Regions from separate parts of the Hordeum vulgare genome. Here region 2 is linked to region 1. Evidence: chromatin contacts called from public Hi-C data. All regions are on one chromosome and are shown on one strand. Each heading gives the region's core, a stretch centred on a gene start, on an enhancer-like site or on the middle of the called end of the contact. The rest is flanking DNA. Distances are from core to core; before and after follow the strand shown. Region 1 holds the start of LOC123410793 (ubiquitin carboxyl-terminal hydrolase 23). Region 2 holds the start of LOC123411044 (formin-like protein 6).

The links. Hi-C and Micro-C count contacts between places; a contact is called where the count stands out from the background.
Region 2: a Hi-C map of leaf shows a contact between it and region 1, with 6 times the contacts expected there. The contact joins the promoter of LOC123411044 here to the promoter of LOC123410793 in region 1. A contact is called at or near these places in 4 of 6 Hi-C or Micro-C datasets (leaf and seedling) and 1 of 1 datasets of contacts at active chromatin or transcription factors (embryo).

Annotation. Positions count from the first base shown.
Region 1 is chr7H:58,995,684-59,001,267 of MorexV3_pseudomolecules_assembly, forward strand. LOC123410793 (ubiquitin carboxyl-terminal hydrolase 23) reads right to left here and starts at 2,534. Exons shown (of 11, transcript XM_045103732.1): 1 at 2,036-2,534; 2 at 1,642-1,756. The coding sequence starts at 2,308.
Region 2 is chr7H:59,128,977-59,134,560 of MorexV3_pseudomolecules_assembly, forward strand. LOC123411044 (formin-like protein 6) reads left to right here and starts at 3,528. Exons shown (of 4, transcript XM_045103966.1): 1 at 3,528-3,916; 2 at 5,222-5,584. The coding sequence starts at 3,841.

The DNA of each region.
Region 1 (5,584 bases), core at 1,284-3,783:
AATGCAGAATAGCTAGTGGTAGGGGTTTAGTTGATTCACAGATCAGCAAATGTTGTATTACGTGTGGAAGTTTGAAGTTCCAACTATAGAGTAAACGGCACAGTTTTATGAATTCTGTGTGCTATCTAATGGCGTAATAATATGGACTGGCTTTCATTTTCAGTTATTAACGTAAAGCAGCCATGGTGACAAAAATGCCATTTGGGGTGGATTTTGGAGTGCCGAGCTGGCAGTATCAGCTTCTTTCAGTATATGGATAAAACCATAGAAGTGTGTGCCGTTATTACCCCACAGTCCCAGTGGCTAACTACACCTTCCTTATTATAGAAAAAATATGTCTACAGTTACCTAGAAGCCACTCGTTAGCAGGCATATTATATAAATGAATGCATCCGTGTCAATAATTAACAGTTGCCCAAATTCGTCCCCAGGTAAAAATTGCACCAAACTAATCCTGATAGTAGCAGCTGCTGCACATGGACATTCATTCCCTAGTTAACTTGACCGGGAACACGGTCCACTTTATTCCCTTGCCACTCAATAAGATTTTGATCAGACACGCAACATTTTAGAATTTCCATGGGCCATTTGAGCAACCCTCAGGTTCTGTGACCTAGATTTGACACCTCACAAGACGTTGCATATGTAGTGCAATTTACTCCCTCGTTGAAAATATAAGGCAAGTTTTGGTATAGCACAGGGATTAAGGAAATCATGGACCAGAAGGATACGAGAGTGAAATGACCATGATATCCATGGTGTTAGTGTATTCAAAATAAGGTAGTCATAGATAAGAGTGATAGATTAATCTGGTTGTTTTTATAATAAAGGTTTAAAAGACAGCAAAAGTAGATGAGCACAAATGAAAGGAATGTCATCAAATGTAATTGTAGGTTTACATCTTTCAAACAGACAATGCTAATTGTAGCTTCACATCTTTCAAATAGAGGGAGCACTCTACTATTCATGATACTTGTGCAAACCACATCTCCAACATCGAAATGGAAGCACCGTACTTGATAAAGTACTGAGTTTACATAAAGATAATAGGTGATAATTTAACACAGAAGGCAAGAAGCCAAGAATAATTCTGAATCACGGTTATTTGATGCAGTGATAAGATTGTATTAACAACTGACTTGATACCTGTTCCATCAGGTGTGACTCAAAGCATCGGTAGGGATAACCAATCCATATATGTCAGCCAACCGTTCTCATCCACATAATCCTCTGACAAAATAGAATGACAAACTTTTACACGACTTCTCCAGTGGATGATAAACGGTTGACTGATCAAACTTTGAGATGCGATTGCACATGTTTCTCAACTCGAACATGATTCAAGCTTGAGCAATTGGTGAAGACTTGCCAACAGTGTGTATGGAATACGCTTGAGGCTTGAGAATGCAAGTATGGTTGTTTTTGGGAGTGATACTCATATTCAAGGAGCAGCATGGGCATTGTTACAGCGTAGAACCCGGCTGTATACCTTTTACAAGGATTATACTACTTTAGAATGTGCAATAATATGCAGATCAATTTACTGCTAGCTTGGAAAACCACAAGCCTGATGCAACATCGTCAATTCATCGTATCGTGTCGCTAAGCCAGTGGGCAGTTGCAAGTTCCAACAGCACTTACATGAAGACTTGTGCCTTCCACTCTGCAGGTAGGCTGCGAACGGCTCGGTGTACGTCAAGCATTGCAGAACCGAGTTGAGGTAGCAAGTGTTCCCAAGATTTTGCAGACCAGCACCCTGCAAAATGCAATCCCATTTCAGCGCTCAAAGGGACAGCACGGGCTGAATATCATTACCGACCATGCTAAAACCCCAAGAAATGGAAATTCTGTAAAGCAGGTTCTGCGCATCTTTTACTAACTACTCGTACGAGCGTAAGATCGTCACACTGTAATGCTACAAGCCCGAACTGAAAACTCCGGCATCCGAACACCGGGCATAGCAGCTCCATCGCCCAAAATCACAGCTTTAAGAGCACAAACCCCCAAATTAGAGCTGCAAAATTGCGTTACTCACGATTCTCCCGAGGTAGATCCTGGCGACGGTGAGCTCCGGATCCAAGCCCAGAGCCTCGGCCTTCTCCGACCTCCGCGCCTCCGCCTCGCCCCTGGCCGCACCCCCCGCCGCCGCCGCCGCCCCGTCGGCGGCATCCGGGTTGAGGGTCTCCATCTGGAACCCGCCTCCCCCGACGGCCACCGCGGCGTGCGGCCTCCTGGCGGGGTGGAACTCTATCCTCCTGTGCAGGACGCCCTCCGGCACCGGCGCCGCCGCCGCGGACACCTCCGCCATCCCCACTAGGGTTTCGACGTCGCGCCGGAGCGGCGCTGTGGGATCCGGAGGGAGGAGGATCGAGGCTTACTCCGATTTTCTCGAGGGATTTCTTCCGGATTGGAATCCCGGGGCTTCGATCGATAGGTTGGGCGGAAATCGGTGTGGTGCTCTGCGTTCTTCTTCTCTCTCTTTTTTTTTTGGTTTTTTTTTCTTGTCCAGCCGCCGTTCTTGCCGCGGGGACGGGAGAGAGGGGGCGAGGGAGGGTGCGAGATGGGGCTATAAACCCTATACCCCTGGCAAATGGACGGCTGGGATTGGCGGGATGGGTGGCGAGCGGGTGGTCTGGAGTGTTGGATCCTGGCCGCGTGCTTGTTCGGCCGGTGGGGCCAGGGGAAGGACTGCTGATCCTCTAACGGTGGCTGCTTGGGCTTTTGGAAGCTTCTCACACAACCATGTGAGCTTTGAGCCTTTTCGTGGTGGAACAACTCGTTCATTCTTTGGCCCAATTATTAGGCCAACTCCACCGCCACGCTCTATTCTCTCCATCCGCATCGGTTTAAAGCAAAACGGACATACCAGACGAGTCAGTGCGTGGGCGGAAACGGACGTTTGTCCGTTTTCGACCCATTTGCGGCCTAAACTTGGTCCATTTTTTAGATGAAACGGGCAGTGTGCGGACGTTGCGGACGGTCGGGGCGCGCGCTTGTCCTTCCCTAGCCCGTCCGTCGGTGGCACAAAGCAGCATGGCCTTTCCGCCCCCACGCCCCAATTCCATTTCATTTTCCCCCAAAACACTCCCACGCCCCGCCCTCCCCTCCGCCCGCCACCCTCCCGCCATGGTCGATCCCCGCCGAATTTCGAGGACCCGGACGTCGTCCCGGCCACCAAGGCGAAGAAGAAGAAGGCGCCTAAGGGTACGAAGAAGCTGCGGTCGGAACTCACGTTGGAGGAGATCGCAAAGCTGGACACGAAATCGGCCAAGAGGCGGAACCGACGGCGGTGGCGAAGAGGGAGGGCGAAATGTGGACCTGAGCAAGATGGGCGAGAAGACAAGGAGCTGGTTCGAGGCCCGGCAAAAAGAGATGTTCTACGTCGATGGCCTGAACTAGGGCGTTAGATCGGCCGTGGTCGTTCTTTATTTGGAGGCTGGCATGGTGAGCCGGTCGCTGGGTGTGTTGCCGGCGAAAAACCTATTCTTTTTTGGGGGTCGGCTATGTTATCGGCGAGGACGTGTAGACTGTTGTGTTGCCGGCGTGATCTAGAGCCGCTTCCATGAACTATGGGTCGTGGCTATTCGAATGCTTGTGTTTGAAAATGAGGCAGACATGATGCGTCCAAGGATGCGTCCGCGCGTTGGGCGCACGACCACCGCATCCAAGAAATGGCCCGCACACGACCCCATCGTCCACCCCAAACGGACAAAATCCAGGTAAAACAGACATCCGAATGGGGCCGCGCGCTGGAGTTGGCATTAAAGCTTGATTTTCATGAGAATTTCTAAATGATTTAAATCTTTAGAATGTGTGAGCTCTTTTATTTGTATGATTTATTAGTTTTATGTGGGAGATTTGATTCATAAGATTAAATTGTACATTAGTTAAAGAGTTCTTTGGCACTCTATTTCAATAGAACTTTTTCATTGGTCGGTGCCTTTTGATTTGTAAGTTCTGGGCACATGAATATGTCGTTGATTCGATCTGTGGTGCCAGAAGACGTGGAGGGGCTTCGCTGGAGGCAAGGGTTGGAGAGGGTTGTGCAAAGGGAAGCGGATCGAGGTTACCAAAGTTATGTGTAAAGAGAAGCGGAGAATCTGGCACGCCAGATCTACTTGGAGGCAACCAAAGCGGAGCGTGTCACGATGATGTGGTGCCGCCGGAGCCAACGAAAATGGTGGATGGGCGAGTTGGGGGTGTGATCAGAAGATCCGAGGTTCGAGGAAAGGTGGGAGTGCATTCTCGGGATCCTACCCACCAACACACGAGCGGGCGACTAAGAAATTGTTTGAAATATACCCTAGAGGTAATAATATTGTATTATTATATTTTTCACATTTATAGTTTAGAGTTTATATTATATGATATAACTGCTATAATTCTGGAATATGCGATTTGGTGGAAACTCATATGCACAAGTGGAATGATAAACGGTAAACCAGATTCCTAGTCTCGCCTCTAAGGCTAGCTCTACTGTTGTTAGTGATCATGTTTTCCGGATCTTAAGATATCATTAGGTGTAATGATAGTCCTAAAACAACTTTGAGAATATGACGTTGAAAAAATGATCATATCGAATTGACCCCAATGTGCTTGTTATACTTTGAGATAGTATCGTCACAAGTCAATTGTTATAACATGGAGAGTTAACATAGTTTATAGTTCCTTAGACCATGAGAGTATCGTAGTTAAGTATTACCGTATGATGAGCTTGGGGATTGCTCAAATGTCATTTGTAACACGGTGACCATAACGACAACTTACAGGTTCATCGAAAAGTTTGATAAGGGACTAGATAGCTCAAGAGTGGGACTTGCTCCTCCAACGATGGAGAGATATTCTTAGGGCCCTCCCGGTGTGACGGCATCCATCATCATCTGGCCAGACATGGGTGACTAGGTTACAAGGATGCTAGAACATGTCAATGAGAAAGAAGAACAGAACCGGTAAGAAGAGACTAGTATTGTGAGCATGAGAATAACTTAAGAGGATATCAATATATGTCACATCGGGTTGTACACCCATGTCATCCTTTCTTGCATTGAAATGCCTCGTTGTGCTTCCATTACAGAACACAGTGATTGATCGACATGCTCCCTGAGGGGTTTCTATGTATGTCTCGGTACTACTAAGTCGCCATGGTTTACAACTAATCATGTCAAGTCGGATTCGTTGTCATACAGTTGATAGCGACATATTCATATAAGTGAGCCAAAAGACCCCAACGGTACCTGACAAGGTAAGGTGGCAGTCGCATGTACCGTGTGTAAGGACTCGCGTGTTTATATGCTATGTTACCTTATGAAGTATATAAGTTACAGCCAAAAGCTGTAAACAACCCGGACAAAGGTAAGTTAGAATTCGATGTGTACCGTGCGTGAGGACTCGAGTACTTATATGGTTTGTTCAGCTTGATCTACTAGTAGAACGCACGTGCGTTGCTATGGGATACAATGCATATAAACAAATCAAACAAATGATTAATGTCGATTTCAAGGTCGAATCTCATTTCTTCCTCATACATTTGGACATGTTCAAACATCAAACCGGCACCTAACAGGCACCCCAAAATTCAACCTTC
Region 2 (5,584 bases), core at 2,278-4,777, 130 kb after region 1:
AAAACTAGTAACCACGAAATTCTTAGTTTCGTTAGAAGAGACGTAATTTCTGAAATCATTATCGTGGTATCTTCCTCTCTTATCGAATCAAAGTTGAATTCTGAAAAATCATGAAATGCATTGGATGCGTGCTTCAAGAAAACCCTGAATTAGTATGATGAGCTTCTTAATTTTCTAAGCAATTAACAAAAACTTATCATTGTACTGTAGTTTTGTACTAAGGCCCTATTTGTTTAAAAAGTGTTAGGACTTTTTTTTAGTCCCAACTAAAAAGTCCTTAGTCCTTACTTGTTTGATTTCAGGGACTAAACATGGATCAGAGGTTATTAAATGACATGCTAAAAGACCATGTTACCCATACTAATGGACTAGAGGTTATTAAATGACATGCTAAAAGCAGGGACACTGTTGGAAAAAGTTTCAGAAAGTCCCAAAAAAGACTCTCCCTTAGGGACTTATTTCTTTAGTCTCAAATGCCCACTTTTAGTCCCTAAAAGTCCATCCTGTTCGGTTTAGATAGGACTAAAAGAGACTTTTTTAGTCCCTACACTAAAAAGTCCCTCTAAACAAATACCCCCCTAAACCAGCATCAATAAATATGGACCCGCTTTATCTCAAGCTCAAACCCTTTTTATTCCATACAATAAGAGCAACTCCAACGGGCCGACCCAAACGGACGACGAATTTGTCCGCTTTTTATCCGGCGTCCGCCCTGTTTTAGATTTGGGTCGACAATGCGCCCAACGCGCCGACCCATTTCATGTCCGCAATCAACATTTAAAAAAAAGGCCCGTGGCCGATCATGCCAGTGGCCATGTCTCATGCCGGCACCATGCCAGCGCTGGCATACAATGCCGACTTCGAAAAAATAAGACCATAGTTCATGCTGGCGCACTCGCCAGCCGGCCGACACACATGCCAGCACACAAAAAGGATGGGACTTGAGTTCGACCACGCCATCGCGGCCCCCATGGTCATGCCAGCACACCTGCCGGCATCCAAAAAAGATGGCGCTCGCCGCCATAGATCACTCGTTGTCGAACTTGAGCATGTCGGCATGCATCTTCTCGAACCACGACCTCTTCCTTGGCGACACGGTGTTGAGATCCACCTTCATGATCTCCACCCCCGTCATCATGCTCGCGAGAGCCACTTCTTTGGCCTTGGTCTTGGTGTTGGCGGCCTCGATCTCTAGCATCTTGGCTTGCTTCTCCGCCTGCATCTCAAGCATCCGTGCTTGCTTCTCCGCCTCCATGTCAAGCCTCCTCCTTTGGATTTCCAAGAAGGCGTTCATTTGCTCTTCTCTTTCTTGCCGGCGCTTCTCCTCCCTTGAGTCCTTCTTGGTGATCATGCCCTCCACGGTCGCGATCAAGGCGATCTATGTCGCATCCCGCTTGTCCTCCTTCTTGGAGTTGGCATTCCCTCGCGGCCAAGCCTTCTCGCCATCCCCAATCTCCTCCACGGCTTGCTTCCCACCACGCGACTTGATGGCGACATATTGCGTCTTGAACTTATCCTCGTCTTTGATCACCCTAAAGCAATGGGAGAGGTTGAAGCACTTGCCATTGTGGTTGGACCTTGAATGACTCCAAAGCTTGAAATGCCTACAAATGTATTTCATGCAAGCATATTGGCAAAATGATATGCAAACGAACACCCAAGATAAACTTGATGACACAAAAAGAGGGCGGCTTGCTAGCATACCATGTCTTGCATGCCGATGCCGCTCATGGGACGGGCCTTGACGCTCTCAAGAGTGGCACAAAACTTATTGCACTCTTGTTGGATCACCCTCCAACGCTTTGAAATAGACACCCACCCCCGCGCTTAGTATTTGGTACGACGGAAACTTCTTCCGCTCATGGAACTGACGGTGAACACGAATCCAAAAGGTTGAATGCTTTTGTTCGGCACCCGTCTTGGGGTCTTGCCCAATGTCTCTCCAACAATCGCAAAGAAGCTTGTCCTCGACCGCAGTGTATGCCTTAGTCCGCTTGCTCTGGCGCTTCGGCTTCGTCCCGTCTGCTTGGTTGGCGAGCTCGTCCTGAAACAAAGGCTCCGCTTTGATGTCGCACTCGTCCTCTTCCTCTAGCCCGTAGTCCTTCGGGAACTCATGGTCGAGAAGGAAGCCGTCCAGGTCCAAGCCGACCTGATCACGCATGAAGGCGACCTGATCTTCATTGTAGCCAGCGGGCGGCGTGGACGCCCCTCGGCCATCCTAGCTTTGTGTCTCATCGGGATCGAAGCCAGCGGCATGCGCACCACCCTTGAAGATCATGTTCTACATGTAGTCGTCGCCGGCGGTCGACATTCCATCGAACATGTTGCGCGGGCCGACAGCTGGTCGGCTGGCGGTTGCCGTGCGCGTTTCCTCTCGCCTTCGGCTGACGAGCCAGCGGCCACCGGTGGCGTTGAGGTCGATGGCCGCGGGCGCGGGCGTGGAAGGCGCGACCACTCTCACCTCGGGCGAGCACTCCCCCGAGAGGCGGGAGGCCTGCGGGTAGACGTGGAAGCCGGGCACCGGGTTGCAAGCCGACGCGCCGGGCGAGTCGGGCAGCACCGCCCGAGGGAAGGCAGATGAGCCGGTGCTGACCGCGACGACGTTTTGACGAGGCCGTGCTGGCTAGGGTTTAACCCCAGCATGTAGAGCGCCTCTCTCGTTGCCGCCGCGACGCGGGCGTTGGTGACCTGTTGCTGCGCGGCGGCGGCCCCTGCGATGGCTTCGTCCCTCGTGTTCGCCGCGTGCCTCTGGTCCTTCCTCTTGGCCGACTCCTTTGCCCGTTGTTCGGCGTCAGCACCTTCTTCGGCTTCGGCGCGGCGGCCTTCCGGGGGGCGCGAGGCTTGCCTTTGCCGGACGAGGCGAGGAAGGCGAGGCCGACGGCGGTGTCGAGGTCGAGGTCGTCGTCCATAACGGGCGTGGGGCGGGAGCGTGCGTGGGCGAGAGGTTTTTTGGGAGGAAATGGGGGGGGGAATGATGGTTGATGCCACCGAGCGGCGGACCCAGGGAAAGGAGTAGGCGCGTGCGCGTCCATCTCTTGTCCGCGTCGACGCAAATCTGGCTCAAAATTGGACCGAAAATGAATCGTCAGGCGGAACCAAGCGGACGCACGTCCGTTTAGGTCGACGCGTTGGACCGACTTTTATGTCCGCGCTGACCCAAGCGGACGATGATGAACACAATAGGTCGTTCCATTGAAGTTGCTTTGATATACTCCAACAACCGTTCTTCCGAAACGAAACTCCTTCCTCACATGACATCCAAAAAGAGCCACCGACGCCCGAATGAAAAGGCAAAAGCCACTCGCTCATCCGCCCAACATTCAAATTCCGAATCCGCCTTTTCCTTTCCACAACGAAAGCACGGGGAAAAGGGCGCGTGGGCCCCGCTCCCCTCGGGAAACCTTCTCTTCCCCGCAAAGCTCACGAGTGACGACGAGTCGAGTCGAACGAACGAGCCAGCACGAGCACGAGCACGCGACGACCTCCTACCCAAACCATTTCTATTTTTATTTTCTCTCCTCCGAGGTCGAAAGGAAAACAAATCGCCGGAAGGAAGGAAAAGACCCACCCAGCTGCCCCGCCCCGCCTCCCCAACCCCAACCCCAACCCCAAATCCCATTCCATATAGCCGCCGCCGAGCCGAGCTACTGCCCTCCCACGTCGTCTCCTCCACCACACCCCACCCCCTCCCATCCCCTCTCGTCCGCCCGCCCGCGCGCCCGCGCGCCCGACCCGACCCCCGCCCGCCGGGTGATTGGGCGGGCCTGCTGAGCGTAGCTTTTTTTTTTTGAATTCCGCGCCCCGGGCGGCCCATCTGCCCCCCGCCAGGCGCCGCGGCAGATGTCGCTGTATTTCCGGCGGCTCTTCAACCGGCGGCCGCCGGCCGGGCTCGTCGAGATCTCCAGCAACATTCTCGGTGCGTGCCTCCTCGCCGAACCCCCCCTTTCTCTCCTCATCCTCGGTTATTATTAAGCTTTCCTCGAGGCGTGATTACGCTACGTTGCTGGGCTCCGTTCGGGTAAAACTCTGCCCGCCCGCCCTCGGCACGGACCTGTTCGTTGCACATGGAAAACCTTGCTCGTGTTGCGCGCATGGGGGCCATCCAGCTCGAACCTCCCAAGGTTTTAGTCCGCGTCTTTGCGATTAAAGTAGTACGACCTGTTCTCTTCTTCTTCTTCTTCTTCTTCTTCTTTCCTCCATGTTATTTGCCTTTTAAAGTTGTTAGCCCGTGAGAAAATTCGTGTGGACGATACGCGGGTTATTGTTTAATAGACTACAGTTTTATCAGACGCCAGGACTGCGTCAAAGACCTTGTGCTATCGTGGTGACATTGCTTTCTTGTCTTGACCCGGCAGAGGCTGCGCAGGAGGCCCATTCATCAGCTGTCGCTCAACTTTTGCATTTCTGACCATAACAGGGACGCTTTAGAATACGGAGGATTAGTTGGTTATCCCTTACCAGGCTGTCGTTATTTTCCAGCATTACGTTTCATTCGGTGGGTGCGATTCGGTCCCATCAGGTGACATTTCAACAAGTTTTAGCATGAGGTGGCTCCAGGGCTTTAGGTTCTCCGGGCACGAATATGAATTCCTCATTAAATCATTGCCACATAAGCAAATTTGCTGAGTTGGACCTGAAGTTAATGGGTAGTCATGAATTATTCATCAATGGCTCAAATCAGGTCACATTTCGAAGATACAACATGCTTTAAAGCTCGAAGTTCCGTGCCTGAGATAAAAATATATTTTGCAGTAGGTATTTGGTTTCTCCTTTTTACTGGGAAATGAACTTGTGTACATCTTGGAATTATTTATGTTTCGCATTACTTCATTAGGTCATTTTTTTACAGAAGAACTAGCAGTTAGTTGAGTAAGTTGGCTTACAATTCAACAAGGCTTATTGCTTTCTATTTAATCTGACTGTCTGAAACTAGTATACCATTTTGTTTCTATCAGACATCTGCTTGCGTAGCATATGCATACCAAGTTACCAACTACCATTTTGTTTTCTCATCGTGCATGGATGTTTTATTGTTTAAGTTAAATGTTTCCAAGTGGGTACATGCTTTGTTCACATTACTTTTATATATGAAAACGCTCACCTGCTACCACCGGAAAGGCTTTGTATGCTTGCGGTGATTTCACTTATTAATAGCAGAACTGAGATTGCTCTCATTGTCACCTTTTAGATGCTAACTTTTGGCTACTTCTTTATTTTCCAGTATTTGACCACTGCTTCTCCATGGATATGTTTGAAGAAGACGAATTGAAGCCATACATTGGAGGCATCTTAAAACAGCTACTTGCGCGCTACTCCATCGATTCATTAATGGTATTCAACTTTGAGGGAGGAAAGAAGAACAACCAAACTGCCCGCATTTTCTCAGGCCATGATATGAGTGCGATGGGTTATCCACGTAACTATGAGGGGTGTCCTTTGCTCACCTTGGAGATGATTCACCATTTTCTTAGGTCTAGTGAAAGCTGGCTCTCATTAAGTCAGGACAACTTCCTGCTTATACATTCAGAACATGGTGGGTGGCCGGTCCTTGCTTTCGCATTGGCAGCCCTGCTGGTTTACCTTC